Regions from separate parts of the Mus musculus genome. Here region 1 is linked to region 2. The links are chromatin contacts, called in public promoter capture Hi-C maps. All regions are on one chromosome and are shown on one strand. Each heading gives the region's core, a stretch centred on a gene start, on an enhancer-like site or on the middle of the called end of the contact. The rest is flanking DNA. Distances are from core to core; before and after follow the strand shown.

The links. Promoter capture Hi-C pulls out the DNA fragments that hold promoters and counts their contacts.
Region 1: a promoter capture Hi-C map of embryonic stem cells shows a contact between it and region 2, with 7 times the contacts expected there. The contact joins the promoter of Dmwd here to the promoter of Dhx34 in region 2. A contact is called at or near these places in 2 of 39 promoter capture datasets (embryonic stem cells and liver), 1 of 484 Hi-C or Micro-C datasets (B cells) and 1 of 9 other capture datasets (macrophages).

Annotation. Positions count from the first base shown.
Region 1 is chr7:19,074,873-19,078,596 of GRCm38.p6, reverse strand. It overlaps Dmwd (dystrophia myotonica-containing WD repeat motif), which reads right to left and starts at 2,397. Exons shown (of 5, transcript NM_010058.2): 1 at 1,896-2,397; 2 at 360-542. The coding sequence starts at 2,327.
Region 2 is chr7:16,220,115-16,223,610 of GRCm38.p6, reverse strand. Dhx34 (DEAH (Asp-Glu-Ala-His) box polypeptide 34) reads left to right here and starts at 1,579. Exons shown (of 17, transcript NM_027883.3): 1 at 1,579-1,613.

The DNA.
Region 1 (3,724 bases), core at 1,148-3,647, 2.9 Mb before region 2:
ACAAATCACTTTCCCAAAACCACATAGTGAGTCCAAAGAGCCCAGAATTTGAAGCTAGCAAGAATATCAAAAATCATCCCAAGTGGCTATGAGCCTCAGTCTTCTCATCTGTGAGATGGGCACCATACTTTCTTATCCATCAGTGGATGAGAACCCAAACAGTAAAGCATTCTTCCAACATAGGGCTGGCACAGCAGAAAACTGGGAAATAGTAAGCACAATGGCACATCAGTAGCTGTCTGTCACTTGTCCCCTCTCCCTCCTCCTGCCCCTTTCAAGCCTATTCTGTTTCCAGGCAGCTTAGTGCAGGCAGGGGTGGGTAGGTAGGTGAGAAGGGGAGGGCTCGCGTGCTTAGTCACCTCTTCATTGAATAGCTTGCTGGTGTCTTTCTTGATGAGGTCCAGATACTGCACCTGGCCGGCAGAGAAGCCCACCAGCAGGGAAATGGTCTCTGTGGCAGCTGTGAACTGGTTGAAGTCGTGGCAGGTGGGCTGGGTCCCCTTGTAGATCCGCTTGTCGATGGGCTTGTTGAGATCGATGGACTTGAACCGCGGGAGGAGACGAGTTAACCGGTTAGAGCAGGAGAGGAAGGAAGAGGAGCTGAGGTCAGGGGAAACCGCTAAGAGGAAGCAGGGTTAACCTCAAGGGAAGTGGGGAGTGGGGTGGAGAGGAGCAGGCAACCACAGGCCGGGAGGGAGGGGACTCAAACCCAGGACGGCACACACAAGCTCACATGCACACGATCACACAGCGCCCAGTGAAGACCTCAGAGCCTGTCTTTCCAGCTGTAATTCGGGGACACTTGCCCACAGCATCAGGGATCAGAGTCCCCTGGGCCTGGAGCTGACTCTCCCCCAGTTTTCCCAGCCTCCGTCACAGTAGCAACTCCAGTAGGACAATAGTCTAAGACCTCCCAGACCCAAGGATGCAAAAATCCCCAAATTTAGGATTTCCGTCATCTTTTCCCTGTATGTACACATAGTATACGCCTGCGTGGTTGTTGTGTGTTGTGTAGAGATGTAGAGGTCAGAGGTCAACATCGGGCATCTCTCTCCCTGGCTTTGCATCTTACATTTGACACAGGGTCTCTCAGTGAACCCGGAGCTCACCAGTTCAACTAGACTGGCTGCCATGAGGCCAGAGGATCCTCCTACCTCGGCAGCCTTGACATGGGATCCTGGGATCCATCGCCAAAGCCTCATTTCCTTCAGCCTGGAGCCCCTAAACTCCAGGACATCTGCTGTGGTTCAGCCAGCCATCAGTCACTACAGTCCCTCATTATCACCACTGGATTCTCCGGATCCCCATCTCTCTGTCTCCCCCACTTCCTCACGTCACCCCTCTTCTAGGATTGCTTTACAGATATCTGTCACACCTGGGGATGTCCCCTGCCAGGAACCCCCATCAATTCAGAGCTCCCATCATTTTGCCAAACCCCCTTCATTTCTTCCAAAGCCATTAGACACCATATTCTTTAGGAGCTCCTTCACCTGTTGCTTTGCTCGTCGACCCCTAAGCCACACCTCGGCTCCTTACAAATCCCGTCAGCCCTGGGTATGGCAAGTCTTAAGACTCCCTCCAACAGGCCCAGAAGGCAGGATGCATTTCTCCGTTCTCCATCCCCTGGGCCTGTATCCTCTTAGGATTCCCCAAAGCCCACAGAATATCTGTCACCTCCGTGACCCCCCTCCCCCATTTCCTCCCAGAAGCGCCATCACGTCCTGAACACTCACCACCGGAGAGAACCTCCCCACGCAAAGATTCCCCTGCAACCTCTCAGGACTCCATTAGCTCCAGGATCCAGGCTCCCCTGGGATGCCCAACCTCGGGGCCTTCTGTCACTCTGGGACCCCAGCGCTCTCGGCACCGGAGTCCCCAGCAAGCAGAGCACTCACCCGCTGGCTCCCGCTGCGGCAGCAGCCGGGGTAGAAATAAAGCTCCCGGCCCAGGTTGAAGCAGACGCGGTCTCCTCCCGCGCCCAGTCCGGAGGGCGTGGAGGGCGGCTCCCCAGCGCCATCCGGGTCGCCTAGGCGCACCAGGCTGAGGCGGACGGCGGGCAGCGCGGGCCCGGGCCCGGGGCCGGCGGGCGGCGGGGACGACGCGGGACCCGCGGCGCCGGGCCCGGAGGCTGCGGCGGGCCCGGGCGGGGGCTGAGTGGGCTGAGGCGGCGCCGGGGTCTGAGCGGAGGTCGGGCCCGACCTGCGCGTCGCGTCGCCGGGGAGCAGCTTGTAGAAGCCCTCGCGGGTGCGAAACTGCGACTTGATCTCCGCGCAGTCGCCCATGGCGGCGCTGGGGCCCGGGCCGCCCTCCGCGCCGCCCGCCGCCATCTTGGCCGCCCCCCGGGCCGCACCGCAGCCCGACCGCCCACCGCCAGACCCCCCAGCCGGAAGTTGAGGGGCTAGCACCGGAAGGGGTAGGGTCGTCGTCCGGGTGACGCCTCTACGATTGGCACCCAGAGCCGGAGGCGGGAGAAGCCGAGACAGTTGCTGAGGTAACGGTTCTGGGGCTGTGGGCGGAGGCAATATGTGGGTGTGGTCAACGCGACAGACCCTCGCGTTTGGTTGGCTACGAGGTGTGACTGTTGGGAACGCCCCTAGACCCTAACAACAGCGCCCTGGGAACCGTTTGCCCAGCAACGGAGAAGCCTCAAAGCCTATTCAGAAGCCTCGTGTTGTTACAGCTGACTCCGGGCGATTCTTGGTTTTGTTTTTTAAATAATAAAAAAAAAATGCATTTATTTTTGCGTGTATTTGTGCGTGAACGAGCATGTAGAGGTCAGAGGGAGCCAAGTGCCTTCCTCCATGTGGATCCTAAAGATGGAGCTTAGGTCTTCAAGCTACCTACCTGGCAGCAAGTGCCATTACCCGCCGATCCATCTCACTGACCTTTGGTCTCATACTTGTAGCCCAGGCAGTTTTCAAACTTGACCCAACATCTGGAGTCTCAGGCCTGAGACACCACGCCCAGCTCTTCCCTTCCTCGCTGACCACCTGTGGTCCCCTGCTGCTGTCAGAGTGAAGTGTAGCCATCTGTCGCCTATCTGACCTTGTCTACCTTTTTTGGTTTCGGTTTGGTGATGATGGTTGTTACCTTGTCAATTTGAGGCTACCTAGAATCGCAATGAGGGACAGTCTACTTGGGGTTGGCCTGTAGACCAGTCTGAGGGAGATTGCCTTAATTGATACAGGAAGACTCAGTCCATTGTGGGAGGTGCCATTCCCTAGTCAGGGAGTCCGGAACTGTGTAAGAGTGGAGACCCAGGCTGAGCACAAGAAAACAAGCACACATGCCCTTCTTCCTGCTCTATTCTGGAGACAGCCCTGCCTTGACTTCCCTGCTATGATGTACTGAGACCTGGAATTGCAAGCTGAAATAGCCCTTTCTCCCCTAAGCGGCCTTTTGTCAAGGTATTTTATGTTTTATCACATTGACAGAAGAAGATTGTGTTCTGTTTTGCTCCCCCCGCCCCCCTTGTGAGACAAGGTCTCTAGTTCAGGCTGACCTCCATCTTACCTTGTAGCTGAAAACAAACAAACAAAACAACAACAAAAATACCACAAACTCCAGATCTTCCTGACTCTATGTCTTCCAGGTTGGTACTACACCATGTGCATTGACGGGCTTGAACCCAGGATTTTGTGCATTGCTAGGCCAGCACGTGGCCAACTGGCCGTAAACTGCCATGTCCCATGGAGGTGCTTGGGAATCAGTCCCTGGTCTTTTG
Region 2 (3,496 bases), core at 330-2,829:
ATGTAAGTACACTGTAGCTGTCCTCAGACACTCCAGAAGAGGGCATCAGATCTCATTACGGATGGTTGTGAGCCACCATGTGGTTGCTGGGATTTGAACTCCTGACCTTCGGACGAACAGTCGGGTGCTCTTACCCACTGAGCCATCTCACCAGCCCCCAAATGTCTTCTTTACCCTTAGTATTGTACTACCTGGGGAGGGGTACATTCTTAAGGTCTGGGGTTCTTTCTCTGCACAGAGGAGACTTTGGTGAACAAAACAGAAGAGTTCTCCACTTTTACGGAGCACACATCTTACTGGAGGACACAGAGATAGTCACAAAAGTAAGATTAAATAGGACGGGGTGAAGAACATTCCAGCGCTCAGGAGGCGGTGGTGGAAGGATGAGTAGTTGGAGCCTGGGCAAAGGAGAAAGTTCTTGTCTGAAATACATGAATAAGCAAAGAAATAAAATATTGAGCAATAATGCCCGCTCTGTGGAGGGAGCTGCTTTTAGAAGCAAGGTCAGAGATGACAGCTTCAGTGCACTAATATCTGAATGGGGGGAAAAAGTGAGCTGCACAGAGAAACCAGAAGAGGAAACAGAGAACTCAAAACCTGGCTACAACCCAGCCTGGCCTATATATTTTTATATATGCTTTTCAGCGACTTTTTTTTTTTTTTGCAACAAGTTTTCTTAGGTTATCGATGGGGAAACTGAGGCTCAGTTCCCCAGTGATTGGCACATCGAGGAGTACTGTGTAGTTTTCTCTGGAGTCTTTTCTCACCCATTTAGTCATTAATTTAACATGTGTGGCTCTAGAGAGGGCTTTAAGGGGACACAAGACTGATCAGCACAGAGCTGGTCCCTGGCTTAAGGCTGCTGGGGTTACATCTGATTATTTATTAGTGAGTTATAGTGATAGAGTGACCACATGACTGTCTTATTAATTTAATTAGGTTTTTGAGATGGTCTAGATATGTAGTCCTGGATGACCTGAACTCACTATGTAGTCCAGGCTGGCCTTGAACTTACCGAGATCCACCTCCCTTTGCCTCCCAAGTGCTGGAATTTAAGGCGTGCACTAGTTCGCCCAGTCACGGGACTGTTTTAATAGTGTTTGAGCTCCCTTGCTGACCCTAAACTTTTTGTTTGTTTGTTTGTTTGTTTTTTTGAGAGAGGGTTTCTCTGTGTAGCTCTGGCTGTCCTGGAACTCACTCTGTAGACCAGGCTGGCCTCGAACTCAGAAATCCGCCTGCCTCTGCCTCCCAAGTGCTGGGATTAGAGGCGTGCGTTGTTTTGTTTTTTGGACCCGAAACTTTTGACTTTCTAGTAATTCTGGGTTTACAGGGCTGTGGAGAGGACACGGCTAGGGACTGGCACTTACCTATAACCCCTCCTCTGGCCTCTAGAGGGCGTCAAATCACCCAAAACACTGCCTGAAGCCAGGTGCCCAAGAGCGCTTTGTGCGATGGGCATTGGCCCGCCCGCTACTCCCTATTGGGCTTCATTGTACGGAGAGGCCAGGTCGCGCTTTCGCGATCTGCGCATGCGCAGTCTGGAGAGTGGCGGGAGCGTGCGCAGGCGCAGACCATTTAGGACCGGAAGTTGAGGCGTCCGTGCTATTTCGGAGGTAAGGGGCGGGGCGTGTGTGCGGGGTGTCTGCGTGGCTTTGGTCCCTGGTGCAGGATTTGTGTGGGGCTATAGTTCCGAGCGAGCAGGGGAGTCAAGAGAACCCCAATTTTAATGAAGGAATGTGCCAGGACCCAGAGAGCTCTGGCGGTGCGCGATTCTTAGAAGCTGGAGGACCAAGAGGCCCGGAACTGAAACCACAGAGGGAACAAGTTTCTGAGAAAGGGAGAGAAAAGGGGACCAGGGTGATGGGGTGCCTGCAAGAGAGGCTCACAAGGGCGCCAGGAAGAGATTGGCAAGAAAGCCTGGATGGTGGTGAGACCCACAGTTATGAAAAGATGGAGTTTGAAACAGAACCTTGAAAGTTGGAGGTGATAGTAGAGTCGTGCTGAAAAATGGCGAAAGGAAGAAATGCACCCCAGATTTGCGTTCCTCGCACTGCTTATTTAGCTTAGCAAAATAGAGTGGAAATAGTCTTAATGTTGTGAGAAAGTGAACATATATGTATACATATGTGATTGAGACTACACAGAAATACCGGAGTGGTAGCTGTAAAGAAAGGCACCATTGGTAGATAAAAGTATTGACTGGAGAACTGTAAACAAATAGAGGGCCGGGAGCTAGGTGCTGGATCTGAGCACAGGAGGCTGAAGCAGGAGGATTGTGAGTTAAAGGCCAACCCAGTCTACATAGGATGACTCTTGTCTCCAAAAATAAATAAATTTGAGGAAAAGTTGAAACAAGATGGAGAAAGTGGAGAAATTCAAATGGAGGTCTGAGGAAGAGAGGGAGGGAGGGAGAGAGAGAGAGAGAGAGAGGAGAGAGAGGGGAGAGAGGGAGAAATAGAGAAATAGAAAGAGAGGTATTGGGAAGATGGCCCGGTAAGCCATACTTGGACATAATGGTGCTTACTTGCAGTCCCAGCACTTATGTGGTGGAGACTGGATGGTGAGTGAGTTCAAGGTCATGCTTATCTGTGTGGAGAGTTCAAGGTTAGGCTAAACTACCTGAGACCCCAAACCAAATGAAGGAGTAAAATGCCCGAGGGAACAGACCCATTGGCAGCCATGGGTGCTGATGTTGGGCCTAGTGTGAGTCAGGGTTTTTGTTGCCTAGAAGGAGCTTTCTCCTCCTTACTGTCCCAGTCTTTTTCTGAGGATCACTGGCTCCATCTTCTAGCAGCTTTCCAAGGCCTGGTCCTCATTCCCTTCTAGAATAGAGTTCTCTCAGTCCTGTCATCACCGAGCTTCAGTCTTTACTCAGAAGTGTTGTACTCTGCAGTGTCTGCTATGTTTGTGGGACTCACAAGGTCTTCCTCCCTGGACACTCAAAGGTAGCTCTAACAACTCCCAAGAGGGGACCAAGTCCCTCCCACCCCTGTGACTGCATAAAGCCAACCTCTGGGCTCTTTCATGATGACCCTTGAGAGAATGAAGGCTGAGTTGGGTTTGCTAATGCCATCGAGAGAGAATTCCTGGCCTTTTGTGTTATTTTCCCCCCTGGTTGGATGCTCTGTGCCTTTGCTGTTTTCCATGTGTTGGAATCTCTTCTTGTGGAGAGAAAGCATTAAACCTGAGTAATAGTGGCCGTTTGGCCTCTTTGACAGTGTTTTTGATATTTGATGATACTGCTCCCATTTTATAGATGAAGAAAACCACTTCAGATAAACTTGTTTGCTTGTGGTAACTGATCAGATTCAAACCTGATGACCTGCTTGTCTCCAGGTCCTTTACCAAGGGAGTGTGTGGGCCTCTTAAAATCATAATCAGCCCCCACATATTAAATTTTATTTATTTGTGTGTGTGTGTAAGGCAGGAAAACTTGAGAGAGTCAGCTCTTTCTTCCCATATGGGTTCCAAGACTCAAACTCTGTTTACCAAGCTT